2 separate regions of the Mus musculus genome follow, and region 2 is linked to region 1. A link is a contact called in public Hi-C data. All regions are on one chromosome and are shown on one strand. The core of a region is the stretch at or near the end of the contact, and the rest is flanking DNA. Distances in the headings are between cores, read along the strand shown.

Region 1 (5,040 bases), core at 1,566-4,065:
AATTTACAAATACTAAACTTCAACCCCGCCTTCATTAAAAGACCTGGCACCCATGACAAAATGTGTTGGTTATCTTTATACTTGTATAAATGCTTTCTCACTCATTAGATTTTGAAATACATTTTTATTGTTTTGTTTTTGTGTGTTTGCTTTGTTTGCTTGCTTGTTTGTTTTTTAACTTAACTGTGGCTAGGAATATACTAATTCAGATTCTGTAAATAAATAGAATATCAAACTAATTTGATAGCAAAATTCTATCAAGTTAAAAACAGTGGACCCTTGAATGAAAACCCTATGCACACACCTGCCCACAAGCCTCGTTCTGTATGCGCGGATAGGAGTTTTCATCTCTTTCGCTTTCTGTTTTTGTTTTCCTTTGCTAATCTTGACTGGTCAAGCCTCCTATTAATTTTGCTTTGTCAAATCAGTTGTCTCAAGCAGGATCTTTCAAAGATTTAACAATGCTTCCATCTGTCAGCTGATTGGATCTATGTCCTGTGATGTCTGCACATGGGTGCAGCATAGAGCAACAAGCACTCCCTTGCTTGCTTACTTACATCCTGATTCGAAGGGATGGTTATGTGTATCAAACAAAAATAATAAGATACTCTCTCAGCTCTCAAAGCAAAATGAGAGTAGGATTTAAAATAAATGATTTGCAGTGAAAAGGTGGGCTTGCCTGCACACAAATCTATAGCAAGCCAGGTTTAGAAGTGTTGTATTAGTTTATTCTTTTGTTTTGTATATGTGTGAGCAATTGTGTATTTCTGTTGTTAGGCAACCTTACTACATAAAAGCTACTGACAATAAATACTATTGTCAGTAGATTAATATCATTTTCTGAATTTATTATTTTATTATGATCTTGAGAAAAAACTTAGGGAAATGGCACCTGAGAATGTAAATATTTTGGCTGCTTATTGCACACAGGAGATAGTTATTGCTACCGCACACACTCATTTGACATCTTGCTTCTCATCTGTTTGAGTATATTTCTCATCGACTCTTTACTTCATCTAACGATGGCAATTCACCAAAGGAAATCCCGCCCACCCAGAAAGAGTCATCCTCTCACTTTTCTTTAAAACTATTGCATATATTACAAGTGAAAATTTTCTCAGGGAAACTGCACTGAGGAAGGGGAAACAGTATGTATCCTGCCCAATGCAGTATAGCTTCAAAGGTTATCAGCAAGCTTCACTTTCAAAACATTTGTGCTTGTATTTCAGGTGCTGGAATACACTTCACGCAGTGTAATAAGGGGTCACACCAGACTTAATGAAAAGTTCCATGGCATTCGTGTATAATAAGTCCCTAATTAAAGGCGTGGTTAAGCCAACAGCACGGATATTGTCTTTTACATTAATATCTATTATTCTTCTTTAGCCTTCTCTGGGAGCCTCTTCAATGGACAGATGCCTGGAGGGGAGACTAAGGAATCGCTCAGCTGGTGGCTGGCACTGGCCTTGAAGAAGGCTAGTGAGGAACACTTTGTGGTCTTTCAGGGTCTCCGCACCAGCTATCAGCAGCTATGGGTGCTGAAGAGACCTTGTCACTTCATCCGAAGGGATTTACTTGGTCAGAAGGAAAAATTAAATACAAAGCATGCAGCTAAGAAGCCAGTGAAAAGGATTATGAACATACAAGAGCACATGTGTATGGGACACTAAGACATCTTTAGGAAATTTCAGATCCCCAAAGCTAGGATTACTGGCAGGAGCAGGGTAGTGGGCCCATGCCTGGGCCTTTACCATGAGTGTTATTAACTTCAAACTATTCAGTTTGGCTTTATGGGTCTTTTATCAAGGCCACTTAAAAACGAAAAGAAAAACGGGAAAAGAAAGGCAAAGAAAGATTCCCATCCGTTCAATGCAGTTACACACACACACACACACACACACACACACACACACACACACACACCACTAGTACATAAACACATGTGTGCATATTCACTGCCTCCTAGGTCCACTGCCCAATTTTCTACCCAGGTTCAAGTTCACAAACAGAATGAAGTTCAGAAACAGTCTGTCTAAAGGTAGTGAAGGAGAATCAAACACAGCATTTTGGACCTGCCAGTCTTGCAGGGCAGAGGGCTCCTCCATCATTGAACTGTCCCCTGATGCTTGGCAGTGAGCCTATAGGCGGCTAGCCACGTTTGCCTGGGTGATGGACCACACCAAGGTAAACAGTTCCCACCTGAGTGCTGTGGGAGAGGAAAGAGCTAAGCAGATTGAATGACAGGAGACTGATAGGGGACAGGCCATCTATTTAACAAGAAACAAAAGCACAGTTCAAGTGCAGGCAGTCGATGTGAAAATGCTGTTTCCTTACTCCAACTGGTAACCACTGCCCCAGCCTAGTCATGACAGCGGCAGGTGTCCTGGCCAAAGCTTGTCCTTTGCAGGGAACGCATGGGGCCTCTGTACTATCCTGTTAATTCCAGTAACACAGAGGACAGGGCAGGTAGCTCTGCACTGAAGACAGAATTCTGGCTCAGGGACAGGATTGTGCTCTTTAGCCTGCTTTAGCCTCAAGACAAGGGGCCAGATAATAATAAATGTCAGAGCAGAAGACAGTTTGCAGTAGTAATAAAAACAACCAGATACGATTCACAAGGGAGCCATTCATAGATGGGAGGAAAACCTCCACTCCCAGCCATAGTGATGGAGAAATGAGATCTAAATTAAAGTTGCTTCCTGTAGGTTTGGGAGAAGTTAGTCAGAAGCCATCGTTAGAAGCAGGAAGCAAAGCTGGCTAGAGTGAGACATCATCGGAAGAGTCCGCCTTTAGATGTCACTACAGCATCAGGGCTTCACTTGCCAAACTCCCGAGAAGGCTCAGAGGATGGACACCAGCCCATGTATTCCATAGACAGTCCCACTATTCTCCAAATTTCTTCAGAGAACCTAAGTGTTCTGGAAAAGCTGATTAGGGAGCAGCTAGACTCAGCCTGAGTCCCAGGCTACCTCCCACAGTCACCTCTTTTTCTGCCTCAGTGACAGGTCCCTAACAAGAATAGAGAGCAACAAATGCAAATGAGCTGAGCCCTCCTCCCATCAGAGGAGGAGGGACTGAGAGGAAGGAGGGAGAAAAGGAGGAGGGAGAGAAGGAGGAGGGGGAAGGGGGAGAGAAGAGGGAGGGGGAGGAGGGAGAGGAGGTGGAGGAGGGGGAGAACTTTACTGTGCTAGTTGCATAGTTCATACCTTCTGTTCTCAGAGGGCTACTGTAACACATCTTTTACTCATTCTTGTTTTGGAAAGTACATTTGTTTTCTGTTTGTTTGTTGTTTGTTTTGCTTTGCTTTCACCCTAGACAGATAAACCCTCAAATGGGTAGACTCAATAGATCCATAGGTGGAGAGATGGATAAATAGATTTCCATATGACACTTAGGAGGGAAGAGCTGCAGTACTCCAACACCCCTGCGAGTCCAAATGGGTAATATCTGTTAAAAACTCAGAGCAATTTCTTAGTAAAATCTAAGCCAGAAGAAGTTTAACCCCCTCCTCGCACCAGCTTTCTGCCTCCCTTGAGAAGGCATGTCTGTCTGTGACAGTGTAACATTTGTGCTTGGATTATTTTCCCACAGGAAGGCACAGCAAATGCTCCTGATTTAAGAGCCATGTATTCAAGGAAGTCCAACTAACTATTAAACCAAAAAACTAACTCTGATAACTGGCATCCGATCTCAATTCTGGGAAAAACTTAGACAAATCAAATATCCAGCAAAAACATTACCAAATGCTGTACCTCGCAACCGCCTATACATTACTAATCAGTATTCATTTCCTGTCCTTAAAATAAACACAAAACAGATTTCTCCATTTTCCCTAAAATCAATCTTTCGCAGTATCTGTCAGTTTCTCTCTCCCAATTAGTATTCCACGTTCATTTATTTTCCTTGTGAGTTAATTTTTTTTTAAATGTATCTTGGCATGGATATTTCATTCAATACTTGTAAATGAAAATCATAGGGTAACCAGTGTTCCTTAAGACCCCCAAACTTGTAACTTGGTTAATGAATGGAGATAAATCAAAGACACCTTATTAATTATTGCTTGCCTGGTAGGGTAAGCATTAGCTTTTCACCTCACTGGGCTGGAGAACAAGATTGCCTTTGGCCATGTCCGAGGGGCTCATTAAAGCATCCCTGGGGAATGGGAAGAAATTGCTAGTATAAGGCAGTGGTCAGTTTCTCTCCCAGAACCCCACCAGGGAAAGGAAACTCTCATCAGGAAGAACTAACAAGGCTGCCTGTATTACACCTGTAATCAAACTGGCCTGGAAATGCCTGGAGACCATTGTTCTGTCTTTGCGATCTGGGAGCGTATCTGAAAATGCCGAATCCAATCCATAATTGATGTGTGTGCGCAATTATAATCCTCCAGATATACTGGAAATGCTGCAGTTCCAAGCCTCAAGGAGTGGTTACTTTAGCATGCATGGCATAAACCAAGATATCTGATATAATAAAAAAGGAAACTGTTTTGTTTCCTGCATTGGCAGCAGGGAGGTAATTGAATATATGCCTGTTTTTCTTAATGAGTGTAATTATATACAGCTTTTGACAGCTAGTAGACTTGGGGATAAGCAATATTGTACCAAAAATATATTATTCCAAGCCTTTTATATTGCATGTATCTTTGTGTGTACACACTTCCTGTTCTAGGTAAAGTGGAGTTGCTCTCCTCCATGTAAGTAGAGTGAGCCATCAGGTGTGAACGTTCCTGGGAAAGAGACATGTTCTGGCAAGTTCAGAGGAGCTGAGGATTGGGGCCTTTGAGAGATGGACTCATACTAACGTCTTAACTCCATTCACACACTCATGGTATGAAAAATGTTTGTAAAACTTTCAAAATGGCAGGTCCCCCCAGATGGTTACGTGAATGAGGGCTTCTGAGTCCAGGCCTGGAGTGGTGGGTGTTCCAGTCATAGTTCAGTCAACACTGTTTATTGATTGCTCGCTGTGGGCTGAGAGCTGGGCTAGGCCATGCTGCTGTCACAGTCTGATGTGGGGATAGAGTCAATGAAGAGGGGA
Region 2 (5,040 bases), core at 942-3,441, 980 kb after region 1:
CATGTTTTCCTTGGCCACCCATTACTGTAGCCAGGCTCACTGCTGGGTAAGACTAATAATTACTTGCCTTTGGTGCTACAAAATCAGCCAACAGGGATGAAGCTCCTGGTCAGTAGCTGCGTGTTGTTTGTTTGTTTGTTTATATTCTAAAACTTAGGAATGTTGTATCTACAACAATTAGGGTCTGGAAAGTTCTGCAGTGTAACCAGGAGTAGTGATAAAATGTCTGTACTGTTTGGGAATCTATGGCACCATTGACCAACAATTCCAAAAGAAGTGTCCAATCCTGACACTCAGCTGTTAATTTCTTAGTCTTTGGTGTCTAGTAGGGATACTATTAGCCTCCTTTTATAGAAATTCTACTTTAATTCATTTTATGTGTGTGTATTCTACTACTAGAAAAGCTTATGTGTGTGTGCTTGTATGTGTGTGTGCATGTATGTGTGTGTGTGTGTGTGTGTGTGTGTGTGTGCATGTGTAATAGATGTTGGTTTCCTTATGACTTCAAATATGTGGAAGTTTTATTTTCATGGTTGAAGAAATAAAACTGTCCTAGAACATTATGCCATTTCATAGCTCTATCTGTTTATTTTATAATTTCATGCTTTCTTTTCGTCTTCCAGTCATACTCGTTGCAATGCTACTGCTATCCTCAGTGAGACAGGGTGATGCTATAAGCTGTTAATCAGGACATGTCCAAGAATTCTGGATTCTGCCAGGGATAAATGGTCCACTGGATGATCTTCTCCACAAGCAGACAGCAGAGACTTGACAGCCGTTAATAAGTAACCAAGTCCAAGCTACCCAGCTGAGGTGGTTAGAAGATGTTTGAAATCCACACTGTCATTTCTTCTTGCCACAGACCTTGCAAAGGTTATTTATACAAACAAACAACAACAATAACAATAACTACTACAACAAAACCTTTGTCTTGGGAAATGGCTCAGTGGGTAGAAGGTTTGCCATGAAATCTTGGGGACCTGAATTCAGATCCTGGTACCCTGGTAAACCTGGGGGTGGCAGTGCGCATTTATAATCCTCGTTCTGCTTCAGTGAGATAAGACTTGGATATTGGAGAATCCTGGAAGTTCACAAACTGGCTAACCTCTGGCCATTGGTCCTTTGCTCCAGGAACTGAGCTCCTGTTTTCAGACTTATCTCATCTGGTACGCACTGGTCCATCTTTCTGGCTCTCTGATTTTGTTCTTTTTTTTTTTTTTAATTTCTAAACCCATGCTTTATTTTAATATACAGCAATATAACTCACATTTTAAGTAACTCTATGTTAGAATGATTAACTTTTGTTTTGATTTGCTTTTTTCAAGACATGGTTTCTCTGTATGTAATCCTAGCTGTCCTGGACTCAGGAGTCCGGCCTCAAACTCACAGAGATCTGCCTGTCTCTGCCTCCTAAGTGCTGGGACTAAAGACATGCACCACCACTGCCTGGCTGATACAACGGGTCGATACACTTTTAAACAGAAGAAGAAAGAGGGTGGGAGAATTATCAGATTATGTACCTCTCCAACTCCTCCCCCCAAAAATTGTTAAATCAATCTTTCTAAATGGATCAGTGCCACGTATGCATATCAGGACTATTGGTCAATGGAATTAAATTTTTTTAAATTTCATTCTTAAAACAACAACAACAAAACATGATTCTGCAGTTTCAAGTTTCTTTATTATCTTATATCTTCCTTTGAATTTTGTTCCCATGGAATTCCAGGAGCAGAAGTCACAGGTGGAGGATGGGGTACCAGAGTGGAGGGACTCCTCAGAAGGCCACCCTGCCCGACCACACTCCCAAGTACAACTTGAGGGCTCAGAGACTCTCCGGGTCTCAGCCCACTGCTTTAACCCTAAATCACCTCACATTGTATCTGTGAGCATTTTAATTGATGAAGAACATGGGAGAAGTCTCCAAGGAATTTAAATTTGCCATTCAGAGAACAAAGATCCCACTTCTTCCCTTCCCTTCCGTGTCTTTCATGAGGTCTCTGCATTCTAAAGCAGTTAGGATTTAGTTACACAGTCTGTCTTTTCTCCAAAGCATATAAGTGTAAGTTTTAAAAATAGTTTGGATCAAAAACATTTCTTGTAAGTGAAGAAACTGAGGTAGGGAGTGACTAAGCAGTTTTCTTGGGACACTCATGACTAAGCACAGGCTCACACGGCCTTTGGGATTTAATTTATTCCAGAGAAGGGCCAAGTTCCAGACTATGCAACTTGCACATGAAAAAGCCACCCAAACAAGACTACTTTCCTGAATTTTAAATAGAAGACTTAAATTGCTCACAAGTAAGCACAAATTTCCCAAGTTTGACTGTGTAAGATCCTTCAGAACAGGCACAAAATGGACAGAAAACGAAGAGAATGGGAAAACAGGCGCACACACACAGAAAAACCTCACTTTTTAATAATATTAATGTTACATCGTATAATGCTTTGTACATACTGCAAGATGAAGTAATCTTTACCTTCTATATATAGTTCTTAAGCATTGTTACCAATAATTAATGAAAACATAATTCAACACATATATTTTCCTTCTGAAAATTCTAAGATCAATCATATAATGTAAAATAGATGTAATCCAGACTTAACCCACAAGCCTTAAATTTTATTCCCTACTTACCACTGATCTGATCAAACAAATCCTAATGAGTTTGTTACATAGTAGCATTGTACATTTAAGTGGGAATGATGGCTCAGTTATATTTTAAATTCTAGGTTGTCCCTTGCCAACAGAAACATAAGCAATGTTTTACTAGGATACTTGAAGGGTCCCAAAGATGTGGCCTCAGCAACACAGATCCCAGGGACTGTCAGAAAGCTAGCACGCATGGAAATAAGTCAGTGGTTGGAAGGAAAAAAAGTTTGGAAACTACAGACTCAGCCAGGTGAGCAAAGACACAAGATGAAAGAAAAGAGTCCCCAGCATGAAGGAAGGGTCGAAAGCTCTTCATGGAAGGAAGGCACCGCATCTGCAACTTGTGAAGGGCTGCAAGCTAGACAGACGGTCTTCTAATGAGCCAGACGTGGGGAGAGTACAGGGAGGCTCCTACTAGCAAAGAAGCTGGAGCGGCACTGCCATGGTGCTCTCTAGATATCAGAGTATACGGGTCACGGTGCGTTTTTAATTTTTATATTGAGCTTTACATACATGGGGGTATGCTTGTGCAACTGCAGCAAATCCAACTGAAAACAGCTTTGGATGTTTATGTAAAGAGGGAAAAGATTCAAAGTTTCAAGGACTTTTTAATTGTTCCCCACTGGCAGTTACTATTTACCTACAAGGGGAGTTTTCTTTCTGGTGCCTACATTGTTATGACCTAATAGATGTGATTTTATATTCTCAGTGTTGGTTCATAAACAATAACATAGTTATATATTTTTAAGTTTTCTGAAATAGAAATTCAGCACTATGAAAAAGACAAAGAGTCTTCAAAGCATAGAAATAAAGGTAGCCAAACTGGGACAAACGAACTGAATGCATACAAAAGAGACTCTGTAATTGGGGTTCTACTATGCCTTCTCCCCCAACTTAAGAGAAGAAATAAAAAATGGTTTTCGAGCACTGGCCTATCTATACATTAAAAATTGTCAAGGTTTAACACAATTTTATACTATATGATGGCTTGAGAGGAAGTGGATATATGCATTCATTTCCCCAAATATATCACTGAAGGCAGTATTAGCAATGGAAAGATTCTCGACCAAGAATTATTTCTTTCTAGAAAAAATATGGATGAATTAACACCATAAGCTTGAAGTGGTAATTTTATGTTAATCATTTCTACATTTCAGAAGGCATCAATACTTTGGGGCATTGAGTGTATGCTCAAGTGTATGTGCATTTGTGAGTGAGTGTGTGTGTGTGTGTGTGTGTGTGTGACAGAGAGAGAGAGAGAGAGAGAGAGAGAGAGAGCATTGTGTGTGTATATGTGTGCACTCCCATGTGTGTGTACGCACATAAATGCTCTTTGTGTGTCTGCTTCTCATACGCAGGCAGGGTTCATCTTAGCAAATTCCAAAGGAAGAATTAAATGTTCTTGACATTCCATCTAATAGACAGTGGGTGGCATCATCTTAAGCAGCACATGATGGAGGTTTGAATTTGGCAGTATTTTCGTTATTTGGGCTACAAACTCTACCCAAATTTGAAGGACTTTCTACATTAGTAATTAATAGGGCCCCATTATGCTAACTATCATCCAACTTAGGACATCTTACAGGAAAGATAAGAGATGAATAATTTGAAGTAATTTTCTTGTAATCATGCCAATCACTTGAGCAAAGTAGTTATTAAAGGAAACGGTACTATGATGAATTATAGGACATCTCACATTGAATACCTTTCTTATCAGCTACTTATAGTCTCTGATGCTTGAAAAAGGGCAAACAAGTAGATGCCTGTTCCGAATAACACTCCTGTTATTGTAAATAGAGGTTTGTTTAGTAAACCCTGCATTCTAATGAGGCATGAAAGGCATCCTTTACCTTCCTTCTGCCCATCTCTGAGCAGAGCCGAAGTTCACAGGCTTTGCTCTCCCTTGGAAAGGAAGCAGATGAAGCTCGAATCACCTTTGATGACAAGAAGCCCTTCCAGTTCAGATCTGCTGAAGTGATTAGACATTATTTATCTAATTAAATGTTCAAAACACATCATTATTGAAAGGAATAAATTTAGTACATTTGTTGAGCGGTGTTAACTGAAATGTAACTGCACATCATTTGACTTTTTAACATTTTATTATATCTATTAAGTCTTTCTGTGCTTAATTAAATCAACTTATTTTTTACAGTTAATTTAATGTGATTTCATTTTCGTTACGGAGTCTGAATCAGATATTACAGAGAAAGCCAACTGTATACACAAATTAAGCTTTGACTCCTCAGGTGTTCTCCTGCGTCTCATTCAAGTTTGCTATCTCAGAATGCGCACCATGATTTCGAATAGATGTTATTTTTTACACAGAGGAAGGCTCTTTCCTGATCTTTGGTATTATTTTTGAAATGCAGCTGTTTCTTTAAGAGTAG

The links. A called contact is a pair of places that touch in the nucleus more often than the background predicts.
Region 2: a contact with region 1 is called in a Hi-C map of cortical neurons, with 5 times the contacts expected there. The contact joins two enhancer-like sites. A contact is called at or near these places in 7 of 484 Hi-C or Micro-C datasets (cerebellum, cerebral cortex, cortical neurons and 3 more), 7 of 115 datasets of contacts at active chromatin or transcription factors (astrocytes, embryonic basal ganglia, embryonic forebrain and 4 more) and 1 of 9 other capture datasets (embryonic tail).

The regions. Positions count from the first base shown.
Region 1 is chr1:41,268,381-41,273,420 of GRCm38.p6, forward strand. No RefSeq gene overlaps it. Among named protein-coding and RNA genes, the nearest start is that of 4930448I06Rik, 90 kb to the left of the region's middle. Within about 2 kb of position 2,816, at least 19 of the 459 cell types and tissues checked have an H3K27ac peak or open chromatin away from gene starts, as enhancers often do. A contact at or near this core is called in cortical neurons, where this site is marked.
Region 2 is chr1:42,251,795-42,256,834 of GRCm38.p6, forward strand. No RefSeq gene overlaps it. Among named protein-coding and RNA genes, the nearest start is that of Gm28175, 3.5 kb to the right of the region's middle. Within about 2 kb of position 2,192, at least 4 of the 459 cell types and tissues checked have an H3K27ac peak or open chromatin away from gene starts, as enhancers often do. A contact at or near this core is called in cortical neurons, where this site is marked.